5 separate regions of the Mus musculus genome follow, and regions 2, 3, 4 and 5 are each linked to region 1. Evidence: chromatin contacts called from public Hi-C, HiChIP or PLAC-seq, Micro-C and promoter capture Hi-C data. All regions are on one chromosome and are shown on one strand. The core of a region is the stretch at or near the end of the contact, and the rest is flanking DNA. Distances in the headings are between cores, read along the strand shown.

Region 1 (3,252 bases), core at 521-3,020:
TCCCTCCCATAAGCCCCACTCCGTTCCTGAGTGATCTGAGGCTGAGTAGCACTCCCCGTAAGCCATGGGCTGAGGGTACTAACAGAATAAAAACACAGGCCTAGCAGTCTCCACTGTGATAGGCCGGTGCCATGATGCCTGAGTCTTCTTGACTCCTTCACTGTTGAAGAGTGGCAACTGCCTGCTTCCCAGGGCTCTCCACACCACCAGTCCCTTCCTCAGACCTTCCAGGATAGGCTACAAACGCCTCACAGACTGGGAGAGGAGACTACCAGGCGGCAGAGCACCTTGGGATGTGGGTGGATTCCTGAGCATTTCTGGACACATGTAAGATTAACAGACAGGGCCATGTTCCGAGACAGTACCTATTACAAGCTAAGGTAGGAGGGCCAAATGAGTAACGAGAAGGGTAGACTACAGTGCTCAACCTACTGAGACGAGAAAGTCTGAGGGTCAACACTGGGAGAGACCTTGAGCTCTGGACTTCTAAGTCCCAACCATACCCCAAGTTCCACAGCACCTTCTGGAGTACCATGCCCATTCTGTGTACCCCCTGCAGTGACACTCTTGGGGTTACCAAGAGCCCAGACAGACTCCACACAATTGTAACTGTTGTACAATGTTATGTACCTCATCCAATGCAGCTTCCTGGAGACTCACTAACAAATAGAAGACAAGCTCTAAAGAGACATAATGGTAAGTGCTGCAGGTTGGGAGAAGTAAAGTAAGGCAGGTCCCAAGACCTAGTGGGCCTGGGAACCTAACATGGAAGGCACCACTGAATGCTCAGAAGGTCCCAGACAAGGACCTGCACCCTACCCAGGCCTCAAGTATAAGCACAGCCCAATTCCAGAGCCCCAACATACCTCCAGCTCCTAACAGCAACTTGACCCTGAGCCTAGACCCTGTCCCGAGGCTCACACTCAATAAACCGATGTCAGCCCGGGCCTCTACCTCCTCTCAGCCTCACCTTCTGGCTCCAGCACCCTAACCCACAGACCTAGACTCTGACCCGGGCCTTCTATCTCCACCCAAACCACTAGACCAGCACCCGCTACTCTACCCTGACTCCAACTGGAACCTAACCCTGACCCTCACCTGGACCTGGACCTGCACCTCCACCCCTCAACGCACTCTCAATCCAATCAGCACTCGGAGCCACACAGACCTTACCATTGACCCTGATCCTCACCTTCATCTGAGACTAATCCTCATTTCGACCCAAACCCTGATTGGCATCCTACAACGCCCCTCACACTACCCGGTCCCTCAACGCGATCCTCACGCTACCTGGTCACTCGCCTTGATCCGGCCCTAATTCTGACTCTCACCCCGAAACGAATCCTACTCAGACGCGCATCCTACCTCGACTCTCACCCTACCCGGACCCTCACTCCGACACTCGCTCGGTCCCGCACTTAACCATAACCTTCAACACCGTTACCCCAACCCTCAACCCGTCCCGCCACTACCCGGACCCTTAACCCGTTCCGCACTCTACCCCTACCCTCACCCCACCTCAACCTGACGCGCACCAGCCCGCGCCTACCTCGGTGATGATGTCGTGCAGGTAGCGGAACGGTGGCTTGTTGAGCAGCTTCTCGGTGAGCGGCGGCCTCCGGATCACCTTGCCCAGAGCCTCCTGCGTCCGCCGCACCACTGCGGCGTTCATGGCGCTGCCGCCCGCGACCGCTCGCGCCCCTCCTCGCGCGCCGCGCCTCTGCCCGGTGCCCCGAGATGCCCGCCGTCCCGGCGCGCCGGTCTCCCATCCCACAGTGCACCGCAGCTCGCCACCGCGCTTGCGCGTGCCACCAGCACCCGGTCTCTAGGGCCGCGCGGCCTTGGCAACGGACGCGCGCCCGGCCCCGCCCATCCCCTCCGGCCTCTCTAGCTGCTCTGGAGGACACACGCGCTCCGCCTCTGTGGCTGCTTGAACCTGAGCCTGCTCCGCCAACCCGGCGCACCATAGGGCGCTGCACAGCACTGCCCAGAGACCTGGCATTCTGAGTGAGAAAAGAGCGACCATTTGATATTTCTAAGGAGAGCATTTACAGTAACACCCACCAGGAAAATAACACTTCACATAAACTTGGAAAAGGACTTGACTCCTTTCATCCCTTCATTCCTGTTCCCTGCCCAGCATCCCCTGCCTTAGGTAATCTTTAAGATGGTGCCAAGGGGAAGGGTTGTGTCCTTCCACATTTTCTGTGCTCTTGGTTCACCAGAGCGGGCACAAAACTGTGAAGGAGCTAGGCCCTTAGGCTAGGATGCTGCAGCTTTCTGCTACACACACACACACACACACACACACACACACACTTACTTCCCACCTCACCCTCACCACCACCCGAGGCTATGCAGGAGATGCTTCTACTGGATCAGGTGTTGCTGCTGTGCCTGAGGTCTGGAGCTCCTCTGCCCAAACTGGCAGAACCCCAACTAGAACATTGCCCCTGATCTCTCTACCATGGCTACACCCCGAGAGCCAGAATCTTCTTTAAGAGCCCTCTCACTCTGAGCCCCAGCTGGAGTTGGTCTCTGGGGGAGTTCAGAGAGCAGAATTCAGAGAGCAGAAGTCCTGTCTCTAAACACCGCCCCTAAGAACATACCCACCTAGCTCCTACCCTAGAAAGTTCACTCTGAGCAGAATCGTGATGTAGGTGTGGAATGAAAGCTGGAGCCAGCAACTGGCTTGTTTGTGATGCTGGACCAGGTGGTAGGAACTCAGGGTTTTACTTGGAAGATACCTCTGACCTTGGGAATTCTACTGAGGACCTGGAGCCTATGCCATACAACAAAGCGAAGATGATGCTTTATCCTCTCACAGCTTGTGGAGGAGGGCAGAACAGTAAGTGGATCCAAGAACACACACACACACACACACACACACACACACACACACACACACACACGAAGGCCAGAGTACAGTTTTGGCTGCCTTTAGGAGGGCTAACCAACCAGAAGATCTTCAGTCTATCTGGGTATCAAAGTTTTTTAGAAGATCCAGGACAGCAAGTATTGTCAACCAACCCTCTGGGGACTGACCTAGGGGAGGTAACTTTGAAGAGTATAGTTCTATCTTCCAGAGTCTCACCCCTGCCTTTGGTTCAGCCTACCCACCCCCATACTGAAGAAAGACATTCTTCAGTGGACAACATTCTGGTCACCAACGAAGCGGGTCCCAGAAGATATAAGCAATTCCTGGCTTCAAGAAAGATATCTGGAACCCAGACCTCCCCAGAGGAAGGATGC
Region 2 (3,252 bases), core at 242-2,741, 380 kb before region 1:
GGGACCTGACGTGTGGGTAGCTGCGGTCACCTCAGGGCTAATCTCTTGGTGGCAAAGGGATACAAGTCTGCAGTGGGATCCCCTGGTGTGGCTTGTTGATGTAGCTGGACTCTCTCCCCCCTTGCTGGGGAGGGTCAGCAGAGGTTGGAGGTCAGACCCTGACTCAGCTCGGCTTGACGAATTTACTTTTAAACAAACTCCTCTGGGCTTTTCCCCTGAGGCCTGTCACATAAATTTCTATTTAGTGCCACTGGGTCTCCAGCCAGGGAGCTGCCAGGATGTTTTGAGAAGAAGCTGGGAGATCACATGGTCTTGTCTCAGGGACTGTGTAGAGGAGAGCTCGGAGCTGGGTACCAGATGGAGATGGGAAAGGAAGAAGCTGACTGGAGCCTTTCCCCAGGGCTCCGTGAAACAGCCAGTGCTGAACAGTGACAGGCTTCAGGCCCCCGAGGTTCCCTAGTGGGTGCACACCTTGGGGGAGGGGGCTGAGGGTTACAAAACCCACCCTTCCCTGGGCTTGCCATATCTATAGAGGAAAAACCCAGCATTTCAGGGTCCCTGTAGGAAACCCCCTGTACTCTGGGCATTTTCTTACCTGTTCTCACCGCCCCCTACGGGGGGGGGGGGCAGAACAGTGAGGTGAAATCCTGGGTATATGTGTGCTGTTGATATGGACATAGCCACATACCAAGGACCCCTAATGCCTCAGCCCCGTGGAGGTGGCAAAGTCTTCCTCAGGTCTGAGTGTAGATGCTGATAATGTGTACAGAAAATGTCCACCATACATCCTCCCAAGGGAGGTTTACAGCTCGAAGACAGCTCTGCTTCTCTTGAGATGAGCAAAACCTGTCTCCCTTTTCAGCTGTATATAATAACCCTGACTCCTTGTTTTCTGTAATATACCCACTTCCATGGACAGCTGTATGCTATAGTCCCCCCTGCCAAATGCTCTATAATAAACACATCAGCTTCTGGGGTATTACAGCTTCTCCATCAGGTTTCCTGTTCTTGTATTTGCTTTTTCTTTATTTCCTGGGCCTCAGTCAGGCTGATCAGAACAGTGGTAAGTAACCTCTTCTCACACTAGAACCTAAGACTTGCAGGCCCTGGGTCCCCCTGAAAGCCACAAGACAGAGGTGCAAAGCCTCCAGCTGCCTCCTGTCTATTTTAGAAGAGTCTTTACAGACTGTTCAGCCCCAAGCCACACCCCTTAGTTACAGCCCCAGCTTGCATTTGAAAGCTAGAAGAGAAACGTGAGATTTTCTGTCCTGTGCTTCCAAGGAATCTCGGGAGAGCTGCGTGTATGTTTAGGGCAGAGCCAGGCCCTAGAGACCCCACTGCAAAGGAATCAGCCTGATCTGCAGTCCTTGGGAGGGTATCACAGTGGAGGTGCCCTCCTCCTGCTTGATGGGTGTGTGGCCCAGGCAGGCAGAGAAGGTGGGAGGGGTGCAGAGCCACTGAGAGCACAGCACAGTGCAGCCCTGTTTGTGTTGGCAATGCGGCTGCCCAGCCATTTCCAGGTTGGATGACTGCGTGATGGAGAATGTAGGTCAGGGGTTTAAGCAAACACCTTCTGGATCTCACATCTATGTGAGCGTGGGGAGGGGCTCAGTGAGCTGCCGGAGAGTTTGCTTAGTGTGGAATTGTCCCTGGATTGAAATGACAGCATCGTCAGCTGTCACTTACCTTGGTGTGGGAGGGAGAACACGGACAAAAGAGATGCTAACCTGGCTGTAGAACACAGAACAAGGACAACAGCCAACAGGAAGGCACAGCCTGGTATTAGCCAGGGCAGAAGGCAGCCATGGAGGGAACAGAGTGGGTGAAGGGATGTTGTGGGGAAGTGACATTCAAGCATGAGCAGGGGCCAGAGGCCACCAATAAACTCTGGAATGAAAGACTTCCGTCTCAGAGAGGAAACAACCCACCCCATGGGACCATGCATGAGCGCAGCCTCTGTGGCAGGTCCCGTAGGCTCACACCTATGATCACCATGGAGTACTCCCACCTGCCTTTCACAGAGGGGCACCCACAGATGAAACCAAGATGTCTGTCTGCACCCCAAGATGAGAGTCTTCACTGACACTTGTTATTCTGTGATCTTCTCCCTGGTCCCTGAAGCTCTGAAAACACAGGCACTAGCTGACATCAGAACATGTCCTGGGTGGCCTCTGGAGCCAGGCCAGAGCTGTCATTAAACAGGGAGGGAGACCTCTAAACTGCTTGCTACCAAGGGCCCATGGCAGTCTTGCTTGACCCAGGGCTCCACATTACCTGATGCTAGGGAGTTTATTGTCCTAGCTTTGCTGGTAGAAGTTCCAGAGACCTTGGGGGACACAGCCTAGAAGCTACTCATTTGTATGGCCAGCTCGAGGCAGGGGCTACAGATTATAGGAAGACACCTCTATGAGCTTCAGAGGGGGCTGGAGCTACCACCCAGCTGCCCACTCACTGGTATGTGTGTGTGTGTGTGTGTTGCTCCCCAGGAGTCCCTGTCTGCTCATTTTACATAGAAGTCATCATACTATCCTAATCTGGTCCCACCCAGCAACCCTGCCCTTGGCCAGAACCCTGGTACTGGAAGCCTGAGTTGTGGGCAGGTCCTGCTCCTGAGCATGGTGGCCCTTTGGGGAGAGACTCAAAGACACCCCCCTCCATGGAATTCCTCTCTCCCCTTTGTCTTTGCTTCAAGAGGATTTATTGGCTTGAGATGGTGTCGCTGTGTGGATAAGAAAAAAATGCTTTCCTGAGGAACCGCAGAGTGGCCCTGCGAGTCCCATTGCCTTGGTGGGAGGCCTGACCTCACTTCCTCCACTGCAGTAATTAATGGGACAGAAGAGCAGCCTCCGAGAGCCAGGTCCCCAGCAGCAGCATATACTCACAGTGCATTATTTCTGTGTAAGGAGCCCTCGGGGCCATTACACTTGCAGGTCAGTGGGCACAGAGGCCACTCTGGCTCACTCGGTATTTACTGAGAAAACATCACATGTCTTCTCATCTGCTCTTACACTTAATATTTGACACTAGTCCATATGAAAAACAAGTGGGTATTTTGAATGGGGGGTTTTCTTCTGAGTTCCAGGAGCCGAGGATCAGAGTCTGTGGTTACAGACACCTCATGGGGGATGCTTTCCTTTCCTTTGGGCTGGAGACAACTAGGAGAGGGGGGTACTCAAGTCAAAGGTCAGAGACCAGAGGTCCTCCTCTTACCTGTCAGAAATGAATCTCCAGCACTAACCATTAGGATGCCCT
Region 3 (3,252 bases), core at 454-2,953, 350 kb after region 1:
AAGCTCCATCTCAACTCAAAGATCTTCCTATTTAAAATCTCTGTCTTGATTCATGGTCTGCAGCACGCTTCTAAGAAGGAAGTCTGGCTATCACAGGGGTTCAGACCTTTCCTTTCCTCAGAAACCACAGCCCCAAACTGTCCACTGCATTATATTATAAAGCATTATTTTCACACAATTTACCTAGATTTTTTTATGGCAAGGCAATAAGCCTAAATATGTTTATGTTCTTGGATGTGTAGTGAATGCGTTAGTATCTATCTACACTCAGGAGGCAGAACTCGATGAATCTGAGGCCAGCCTGAATCTCAGAATGAATTCCAGGTCAGTCAGAGCAACATCCTAAGACCCTGTCTACCCAAAATAAACAACAAAACCAAAACAATAAAAGATGTTACTTCCTTAAGATTTGGAAATGAAGCATCACATTCATAAAAGTCTCTGGGTGAAATAAATCACAATGGAAATCATAAAACATTTTGAAATTTAGTATGTAGTATGCAGCTAAAATAGCACTCATTTACAGCTTTAGGGGTTGGGCACTCTAAGTCAGTGGTAGACTGACCACTTGCCTAACACATCTCATGCAGCAAACCTGGGTTCAAGAACCAGCACACACCATCAATAGAAAATAGTATTGAATCCTTTCACTACAAAAGATTTACCAGAAATGCCTGAAGGTTCTGAAGAAACAAGAAACCAGGCATGTGCTGGAGAGACGGCCCAGTGGTTAGGCGCACTTATTGCTCTATGACGGTGCAAGTGGGATTCCCAGCACCCACAGTGGGTGACTCAGAACCAAAGTCCAGCTCAGGACTGATGGCCTCTTCTGTTCTCTGCGGGCAATCGTGCATGCAAACAAGACAAAAGTTGTTTCTTAAAAACAAATGGAATTGATACTCTTTATAAGACTTGGTCTGAGAAAACATAAACCACTAACCTATTGGCAATATTAAAGCGATAATAGAGGATTAAAACACTTTCTCTAACAAATCTGACAACTCTTCAATGGTCTCTTAGCACCTAAGGAAATTAAATCTCTATTTACAAACTTCTCCTCAAAGAAAATGACAGGTGTGGATTGCTGATGAATCCTTATAATCAAGAGATAAACCCAGGATTTTATCTTATGATGTGAGGAAAAAGGCAAGACTTACCAGCATGTTTTTTTTTTCTTTTACCAGAACTAGCATAGTCATTTTTTTTCTTTTTTAATCAGATACGTGTACTGATGTGTGCCTGCGTGTCTGTATGTGCACCATGTGTGTGCAGACGCCAGAGAACAACCTTTGACCTCAGTGACAACACTGTCACTGAGTGCCCACTTGTCTCTTTAGTCACTCTCACAGTGCTTGTGGCGAGCCTGGGGACCTGGCTCAGTGGCAGAACCCTTGCCTAGCATGAAGGAGCCCCCTGGGTTCCATGCCCAGCACCTAACCAATAGGTGTGTCGATGCATAGGGTGACTTCCAGGCCAGCCTGCAAGAGCAAATTACTACCGTGGTGGTGGGATCAAAAAAATGCAACTGAGCGGGCACTTTGCTGCAGGGCAGCATAGGTCCGAACAGGCTCCTACCGGCCCCTGTTGCCCAGGGTGTGGGTGAGGCTAGGGTGTCTCGCCTCCATTCCGGGCTCACCGTAAGTGTCGTCTGTGTCCCTGCTGTCAACCTCTCCTCCAGGTTGCTCTCTCCTCCTCTACTTTCCAAGGAGTAGTGTCCCAGGGTTTAGCGGGTAACGGCTGCCGGAGGCCCACCCACCGCTCGAGGAGAGCTCCTATTGGCTGTGTAACAGGGTGGCTCCATGATTGGCCTGGTGGGGCTTAAATGCGCGGGAAGGAGCTGCACGGGGCTTGGATTGGACTCGCTGGGAGTATCTTCTCGCGAGACTTAAAAGGCGCTAAGCGGGTGAGTGCCTGTGGTTTGTAGAGCTGTGTGTGCCCTAGACATGGAACCCCGTGGCTTGCGCTTTGCTGCATCCTGCATCCTCTTTGCGGGGTGAGGGGGTCTAGAGTGGGGCACTTATTTGCCTCTGGGACAAAATGTATGGGCGTACAACAAAATTCAGAAAGCAAGAGATTGTTTCAGTACAATCATTAAAAACAAAAAAGTAACAGAAAAAGACTCAAAATGAGAAAATTATCCAAACCAGTATCCTTTTTTTTTTTTCTCCTCTCTTCCATTTTGGTCAGGTTGTAAACGGCTCCATGGAGAACACTGTTTGTGATCCTGTTTTTATTTAGTTTGGTATCATGGATCTCTTAGTATTCATTTTGATTTTTATATGACTGCATTAAAAGATTATTTGAGCCAGGCAGTGGTGGCGCACGCCTTTAATCCCAGCACTTGGGAGGCAGAGGCAGGTGGATTTCTGAGTTCGAGGCCAGCTTGGTCTACAAAGTGAGTTCCAGGACAGCCAGGGCTACACAGAGAAACCCTGTCTCAAAAACAAACAAACAAACAAAAAACAACAAAAAAACACAAAACAAAAGATTATTTGATTGCTGAGGTTTTAAATTTTCATTATATACATATTTTTTAAAGCTTTTTATTTGTAATTACGCCTATATGCGTGTTTCTCGGTGGGTAGGTACACGTTGAGTGCGCTGTCTTTAGGGGCCAGAAAAGGGCATGGAATTCTCTGAAGTTGGAGTTCATAGGAGGTTGTGAGCCCTGGTGGTCCTGGGATTCCAAATGGAGTCCTCTATGGGAACTGTATGTACTCTTAACCACTGAGCCATCTCTCTAGCCCCTCCCACATACATATTTTGTTTGTGTTCTCAGTACAGATACGGTAGATAATTTAAGCTTGCACAAAATTAGACGATCCAGGAGGACCAACATCTCAATAGCATCATAGGTGACTTTACTTGTCTGAACATAATTACCAAAGAGTAGTGGAGGCCCTTTCAATAAGGACAAAATGGGTTTAAACCTGGGTCTACCTTCAAACTGCTCCATCAGAGACAGAGGCCTCATTTATTCTTTTATTAATAAATTGATTTGCCAAACTCATATTGACCTACCAGCAGCTGGGTGCTGTTCAGTAATGAATTGGAGACTGTGAATAAGTTTGTGGGCCTGCACAGTGTCACCTTGCAGTAACTCAATTGCTCATGCAAGTCTCCTCTTACCTATAGTGAATTTGTGTTTAATTTCTGAAATCACCATTTCATTCAGAGATGCTACTGAGATAATTAAGTCTGGCATCTGTTCTGCAAATTGGTTCAGATGAGGCTGGACACTATACCTTGTCT
Region 4 (3,252 bases), core at 403-2,902, 310 kb after region 1:
GACTGCTCAGGGCTACGTCAAGAGCACAGGTCATTGGACTGAGAGCAGAGCCCTTTTCTTGGTAAACACAGGCGGTCCTTACATGTGGTCAAGCATAAGTGTTCTATTTACACAAGCCTTCCAGGGTGCAGACTCTGGTGCACTAGTAAAGAAACTTAATTTATTTGCTTATTCTTAAATAAAAGGGGGTGGGGGAGGGGCCCAACCAGCTCCCTGTGCTGCTAATGTTCATCTCTTAGGAAACTGAAGCTAAAATTTCACATCAAGCCAAAAGGATCTGAACATAGCCAAAGACAGCAACATTATTATAAGGTTTTGATTTTCACGCAAGTTTAGCCAACACATATAAGGGGCAAATCCACCTTTAGATTCTATTACACAGAAACAGATTTTTAAAGTGTAGATCTGGCACTCCCTGGCAAGGATTAAAAACAGGAGAGCTCTGCCCTGCAAACGGTAGGTGTCCAGTGCTGTTCCTGCCCAGTCACCGGGGACAGGCCACACTGCCCCAAGCTGCTTCCTTGGCTATAAACAGCACTAGTGGGCAGCCTTTGCCACCACCAGAGCCTGTGCAGCAGGTGCCTCTGACCAATACCATGGGTATGGGAAAAGACCACAAGAATCATCAAGCCACAGGCCCTTCCAGGGACACTGGACCGACTCTTTGTTTGCTTTCGTTAAAATGTAGCTATGTACCTGAATTATGTCCAAGAGGTATGACAGCCCCGGGTCCTGAGAACGTTACAGACAAGGGAACTGAGATGGGCAGTTTCTTGTTAGTCACCCCTGGGCTACAGTTTCTGATCAATCTAAAACAAAATCCCAAGCAAGTCTGCCACCTCTAATATTTATTAGCCACACACGCCAACAACAACCACCCTTCACCCCTAGCCTCCCACCCTCCGTGGAAATAATAGTCTCAACCAGCAACTGTTGTAGGTGAGAGTCAGGCTTCCAGTTGTCCTTAGTGTCCGGATCCCTAAGCTGTGGCTCTGGTTGAAGACTGCACATCTGTAAGCTGCTTCTGGCTCAGGGAGCTTGCATCAGTTTGGAGAACTGAAGTGCCGACAGGGGAACCCCGCGACCCTATCCCTCCCGGAAAGCAAGCTGCCCATTGTATGATCAAAAGTTGCTGATGCCTTCGGATGGCCCGCTGGATGATGTGCCCAAGCCACCTCGTCTCCGTGGCAGCGTAAGGTGGTGCAGCGCCCCCTCCCCCGCCCCCATCACCACTCTACTGTCTTGCCCAGACCCCATGCCCTGAGTAAGGTGCGTTCAGGTGCTGCCCTCCCGGCCCCAGGTCACCACCAACGCTGCAGCCCGGGCTACTCACCCAGCAGCAGCCAGAGGCCGCACCGCGGGAGGCCCCGCAGGCCCGGGGCCATGGCAAGCAGAGCCCCACCGTCCCAGCGCCTTGCCGAGCTCTGCGCCCGCTGGAGACGCGCCGGGGGCGGGAGCTAAGGAGAGACCGCGCCCGGCCCACTGCGGCTCCCACGCCCGCGGCTGTCGAGGGCGGAAGCTGGCGGGCGGCACCTGAGGCTGGAGCGCGGCTGGGACTAGAGGGGAGCCTCCTGGAATGTCTGCAGGGCCGGATGGGCTTGGAGGGTCTCCAGGTCCCCAAACTCAGCACCTCGCTCTGACGGCTGGGTTCCTCAGCTATCCTGTGGGCTCTGCAAACACCCCGTGGTCCCATCTCCTTTTCCCCGTGGGGTGCTGGAGTGGTGTGGCCAAAACCAGCCCTGACAACCAACGTCTGTAGGACAAGAAGTGGAACCTCAGGAAAGATGGTCAGTGGGAACAAGGCTCCTTGGAGGGACAAAGGTGTGCTTGACAGCAGGTGGTGACAAGCCAGGGTAGGGTAGCAGAGTCCATGAATACCGAATTTAGGGACAAAAGGAATTGCTAGGTAAAAAGGTGAGACTTCCGTTGGGGTTGGCTACTGGCCATGACTCTACACAGGATGGACCAGTAGTGGTAAGGGAGACTTGGGTGTGTGAATATGAGCAAGAAAGGCCATGTAACACCGGCAAGCTGAGAACCCTGGGGCAGATACCCCAAGTACAGGCTAGGCCTGACCTGGAGAGTCATGGATGCAGCAGCTCAGACTAACTGAGCAGGTCTGCACTCTGCACGCTGCAGGTGAGCAGACTATCACTGGCCCCATACACTGGCAGAGACTTCACTCAGGTTTACAATACTGGTGGGTGAGCAGCGTTCCTCACAGCAAGGGGAACAAGGCTAGAGGCTGCTGCCACCTTCTGGCCAAGCGCTCAGGACCCTTAACAGCAACCTGGTATTCATCCTGAACACAGGCCAAGCCGACATTTGGGGTTCATAAACCTATGTCTTGGGGACCCCACATGTCCTAAAGTCAAGGGGACATGGGGAAGGGAACACATTCTTTTGGCTTGGCTAGCCCTTCGTTTTGAACCTTATGAAGCCCTGCCAGGAGGCCAGCCTCCTTTCATGGACAGACATGGGAGTACGGGCAAGTCATGGCTGGAAAGCAGCTGAGCCCTGCCTCATTCAGTCCTTCCTTTCATGTCTGCAGCTCAGAATCTAGGCTGTGAGGCTCCCCAGTAATTGCCCTGAGTTTCTCCCAATTCACACAGAAAGGATGCAACTCGTTGACACCCGGCCTTAGTGTGGCTGCCCTAGGACTGCAGGTTGGCATCTTCAGTCTGTGAGATTTGCTCACTTCTAACTGGTCATCAGCAGCATTGGATCCCCTCTCACATGGGCATGTGCTGACACTGCGTTAAAAGACTGTCAGAGGGAGAGAGGCATTAAGGTAGAAGTCAGCAGGTCTACTTCTGTACAACACCTTCAGTGGATACAGTTCCCATTTATACACGGAAAAGTAACCAGACCTCAGCAATTGCCACAGTAGACAGTTCAGGGAGCCCTGAGAACAAGAAATCAAGGCAGCCTGGGGCTGCCTACTAAGTTTCCAGACTTCAGCAGGATGAGGGAAGCCATAGTCCAGAAACCAATCTAAGAAACAGAGAGAACGCCTCGGGAAGACATCTGAGAGAGGCAGAGGGCAGGCTTCACACTGTACGTAAGGACACTCCCTGAAGTGCACAGCAGCAGCAGCAGAGCATGTGCACACACAGTCTGGAGCAGCCCAGCTTCCGCTACCGTAGAGGGAAACAAACTGTGCTCAGAGCAGCTGAGAGCGAGCAGGACTAGCCTTAGGCATCAGAGGAAAAGAACCGCTGCTGTCCCAGGGCAGCCTGAAGGAGCGGGACA
Region 5 (3,252 bases), core at 415-2,914, 310 kb before region 1:
AGCAGAGCCTGCAGGATACTGCCCCTGGGGCTGCCTGGGGATTTGGGATGTGTCTGCTAAGCAGCGGGTGCAGGACATGATAAACGCTCTCTGAAACACCAATCCGGTGCTCAGCTGTGCTGAGCTGCCTTCTTCCCAGGCAAGGCCCTGCTCACACTGCTTCTTCATCCACACCCACCGCACACTCAGACCTGTTACCCAGCCTGAATCCCTTGCCTCTGTGTCTTTCCAAGTTCAAGGATGGTGGTACTTAAGCACACAACTCTAAATACGATCCACCTGCTTGCAGGCAGCCAGAGACTCCAAGCCGCTACATCCACCCAGGCCTGGGCGCTTGAGGGTTCCATACTTTTGGGGCGACAAGGGTCTACTGCATTCTTGGCGCCCAGAGATTTGCTCCTCTGTGAACCTGGAGCCCCAGCGCTGAACAGAAACCTCTCTGCCGCGCCAGGGGCCAGCATCATCTTACGTACTGAGCCGGCTAGGGCTTGAACGCCCTAGCATCCAAGGCGCGGGCCGGAACTGCGGATCAGAAAGAGCGGATTGTCTGTACCACGCGTGGGCTCCTCAGCTCCATAGAATGAGCGCGAGGCAACAGGTCGGCCACAACCCAGCGGGCATCGCATCTCCTGGCCTCCGCTGGCCTAAGGAAGACGTTTTGACAACCGCTCCCCACAGAGTCACCCACAGATACCCATCCACCAAAAATGAAAAGTGACCATTTGTCCAATAAGTGTATTTGGACCCTGATGGGGAACCACAGGCGGGTGGATTCCGAACGGATACCCTTGGCAAAAGACCTTGGGCGTGCCCCCGGGGTAGGAGAGTTTTCTCAGGTCGCGCCAACCCTTGCAGGGTGAGGAAGCTCACCCCATCCCTGTGCGGTTGCCTGAGGTACCTTCACGAGGAGAGATACACTGGCCCGTCCGCCCACCCACCCGTGCGTCGTGGATGCCCACCACACGCAGCACCTACCCTGGCTTGCGGCTCCGGAGGTGGATGGCACGGCGCGGCGCTAGTGGGAGGCGGACATGGACCACGCGCCCTCCATGCGCCACACGGAGAAGGCGTAGCTGAGACGCTCGTGAGCCACGTAGCTGCAGCTGGTCATCTTATTGTCCATCTCGTCGCTCTGGAGAACCTGGTAGAGGAAGTCTATGTACCTGGCGGCCAGCTTGAGCGTCTGGATCTTGCTGAGCTTGTCAGAGGGGAGCGTGGGGATGATCTTGCGCAGCGCGGCGAAGGCCTCGTTGAGCGACTGGGTGCGCTGGCGCTCGCGCACGTTGGCCAGGATGCGCTGGCTCTGCAGCTCCTCGAAAGACTGCGCGCTCGGGCTGCCCTTCTTGCCGCGCTTACCCGGGGTCGGGCTGCCATCTTCGCTCGATTTCTTGCTGTAGCGCCGCTTCCGGCCGAAGCGCTTGGGCTGCCTCTCCAGCTCTTCCTCACTGGTGCCCAGACTGTCCACGGGGGACACCGGCGAGCTGGAGCCCTCCTCCATGGCGCCCGCCCGGCGCGCGTGGGGCTGGGGGGCGCCGAGCGCACGCCACTGGCCAAGCCCGCGGCCGCCGAGCACAGGCTCCCGGGTCGCTCTCAAAGGCTCTGATTTCGAGGCCGGCTTGTGCAAAACCGAGGTCTCCGGGAGAGGAAGTTATTCTAACTTTTTTGGAAACTCTATCCCGGCTGGGTTGCTAAATAGCTGTCAGGAGCGAGGGCGGCGCGCTGATTGGCCACCGTGGCCAGGGGCAGGACAAATTCTGGGGCCTTCGCCGGCCGCCCCCGCCCCCCCCCCCCCCCCCGGGCGGCACTTTCAGTTTTGTCTCCGCTTTTTTCGGCCCTGACTGTGGCCCGCATCTCGGAGGCCAGATCCGCGCGCTCAGCCTGCGCTCCTACCCCAGGCGCGGGCCGCTAATCAGCGGTGCTGACCTCTAAGTTCAACGGTGCCTGCCTTTGTCTGAGTCTCCTGGAGCAGATTTGGCCCTGCCAGGGTTCAGGGTCTCTGCGAGGGGTGGAGGAGGCAAGTCCAAGCCCAGATGTGCTCCGTGGACCAAGGACGCAGCTGGGAGCCTCTTGGGGCGCGCACTGAGACCTCCGGCGTCTGCAACGCGATCCTGCCCGCAGTGAGTGGAGCTGTGCAGGCAGAGTGCCACGACCCGGGGCAGGGCAGATACTCGCCTGTTGGCAGAGATGTCCACCCCCACGATCTCGCCTCTAGGATCTATAGAGACGCCGCCCGGCTCGGGCCAGTATGCAAGTTGGAGATCCTTTTTCAATCCCGATTTTCTGGGCTACTTCAGCCTGGACACGTTTTCAGAACCTGCCCCCTAAATGCTTTATAGCTTAGGCATCACAGCGAGCCTCTGCGGGAGCGCCCATGTGCCCGCCATGCCTGCCTACCTGACCTTGCCCTGAGTGTTGGATCCCGGTTTGGGGTTCAGCCTCAGCCTCTGTACTGTGCTTCACTTGCAGGCGGGTGGTGGGCCCAGAACACTGAGACTAGGGAGAGGCTGAACCTGTCTGAAGTCCCCTGCCCTGGGCACTGATGGGCAGGGCAGGAGGGCTCAGGATTGCAGAACATTGGGCCAGGCCTTGGTGAACAGACATCACGGATCCCGGCCCTTTGCCATCTGGACTCTGAGCGCCGAGCGCCAGCCAGCGCGTTTGAAGTGCTTGGGGTCTCTTTGTTCGCCAGGCCGCTCTAGCTGGGGCCTGGAGGTGGTTTACAGCTTCCTTGCCTTTGAACCTATTCCCAGGTGACCCGGGCTCAACTAGGCCAGGCTTGAGCATGGCTGTCAGAGAAGCCCTGTGATCAAGGGCTAACTAGGTCTTATTGAAGTTGAACCTGAGGCCAGAGACTGCTACAGCCTCAGCCACTCCTGGGGGCAGTGGGGAGGGCCCCCGATGTGGGGCCCTCGGGTTGAGACCACTGTCTAAGGAGCTGGAAGAGCTGTGTATGCCACTTCTTGCCCCCTCACCAAAGGCCTGGGCTCTCCACCTTTGGGGACATGCAACACGCACCACTGGAACAATGCTCTGTGGAGAGCAGGCCCACTCACAGAGGACTGTCACAGCTCTGTGGCTCCTTAAACATTCTCAGGCTTCAGAAGGGTAGTTAAAGGTCTCCTTCAGCCACAGTGCCCATTGCCAGGCTGACTTGCCTTCTGGGAAGGCCACATTTTATCCAATGTCCCTTTCCTTCATCTTTTAAAAATTCAAAGTTCCTTTAAGGACCAAAAAACCGCATCCAGATCCCAG

The links. Promoter capture Hi-C pulls out the DNA fragments that hold promoters and counts their contacts. A called contact is a pair of places that touch in the nucleus more often than the background predicts. HiChIP or PLAC-seq counts read pairs in DNA pulled down with a chosen protein or histone mark.
Region 2: an HNF4G HiChIP or PLAC-seq map of pancreatic cancer cells shows a contact between it and region 1. The contact joins the enhancer-like site here to the promoter of Traf3ip1 in region 1. A contact is called at or near these places in 3 of 39 promoter capture datasets (embryonic stem cells, frontonasal cranial neural crest and liver), 1 of 15 datasets of contacts at CTCF or cohesin (the NIH/3T3 cell line), 1 of 484 Hi-C or Micro-C datasets (uterus) and 2 of 115 datasets of contacts at active chromatin or transcription factors (the NIH/3T3 cell line and pancreatic cancer cells).
Region 3: a contact with region 1 is called in a promoter capture Hi-C map of the HPC-7 cell line. The contact joins the promoter of Rbm44 here to the promoter of Traf3ip1 in region 1. A contact is called at or near these places in 2 of 39 promoter capture datasets (the HPC-7 cell line and pre-B cells), 1 of 115 datasets of contacts at active chromatin or transcription factors (bone marrow-derived macrophages) and 2 of 9 other capture datasets (liver and pancreatic islet).
Region 4: a contact with region 1 is called in a Hi-C map of embryonic stem cells, with 2.0 times the contacts expected there. The contact joins the promoter of Ramp1 here to the promoter of Traf3ip1 in region 1. A contact is called at or near these places in 3 of 39 promoter capture datasets (the C10 cell line, embryonic stem cells and pre-B cells), 11 of 484 Hi-C or Micro-C datasets (B cells, the Ba/F3 cell line, the HL-1 cell line and 4 more) and 3 of 115 datasets of contacts at active chromatin or transcription factors (embryonic stem cells, memory CD8 T cells and pancreatic cancer cells).
Region 5: a Micro-C map of embryonic stem cells shows a contact between it and region 1, with 2.2 times the contacts expected there. The contact joins the promoter of Twist2 here to the promoter of Traf3ip1 in region 1. A contact is called at or near these places in 6 of 39 promoter capture datasets (the 3T3-L1 cell line, the SN4741 cell line, cranial neural crest and 3 more), 1 of 15 datasets of contacts at CTCF or cohesin (the NIH/3T3 cell line), 1 of 484 Hi-C or Micro-C datasets (embryonic stem cells) and 3 of 115 datasets of contacts at active chromatin or transcription factors (the NIH/3T3 cell line, embryonic stem cells and pancreatic cancer cells).

The regions. Positions count from the first base shown.
Region 1 is chr1:91,493,186-91,496,437 of GRCm38.p6, reverse strand. Traf3ip1 (TRAF3 interacting protein 1) reads right to left here and starts at 1,770. Exons shown (of 15, transcript NM_028718.2): 1 at 1,550-1,770. The coding sequence starts at 1,672.
Region 2 is chr1:91,870,815-91,874,066 of GRCm38.p6, reverse strand. No RefSeq gene overlaps it. Among named protein-coding and RNA genes, the nearest start is that of Gm46242, 7.2 kb to the left of the region's middle. Within about 2 kb of position 1,491, at least 71 of the 459 cell types and tissues checked have an H3K27ac peak or open chromatin away from gene starts, as enhancers often do. A contact at or near this core is called in pancreatic cancer cells and uterus, where this site is marked.
Region 3 is chr1:91,143,554-91,146,805 of GRCm38.p6, reverse strand. Rbm44 (RNA binding motif protein 44) reads right to left here and starts at 1,703. Exons shown (of 16, transcript NM_001033408.4): 1 at 1,637-1,703.
Region 4 is chr1:91,178,222-91,181,473 of GRCm38.p6, reverse strand. It overlaps Ramp1 (receptor (calcitonin) activity modifying protein 1), which reads right to left and starts at 1,652. Exons shown (of 3, transcript NM_016894.3): 1 at 1,334-1,652. The coding sequence starts at 1,385.
Region 5 is chr1:91,799,873-91,803,124 of GRCm38.p6, reverse strand. Twist2 (twist basic helix-loop-helix transcription factor 2) reads right to left here and starts at 1,664. Exons shown (of 2, transcript NM_007855.3): 1 at 976-1,664. The coding sequence starts at 1,498. The coding sequence ends at 1,016.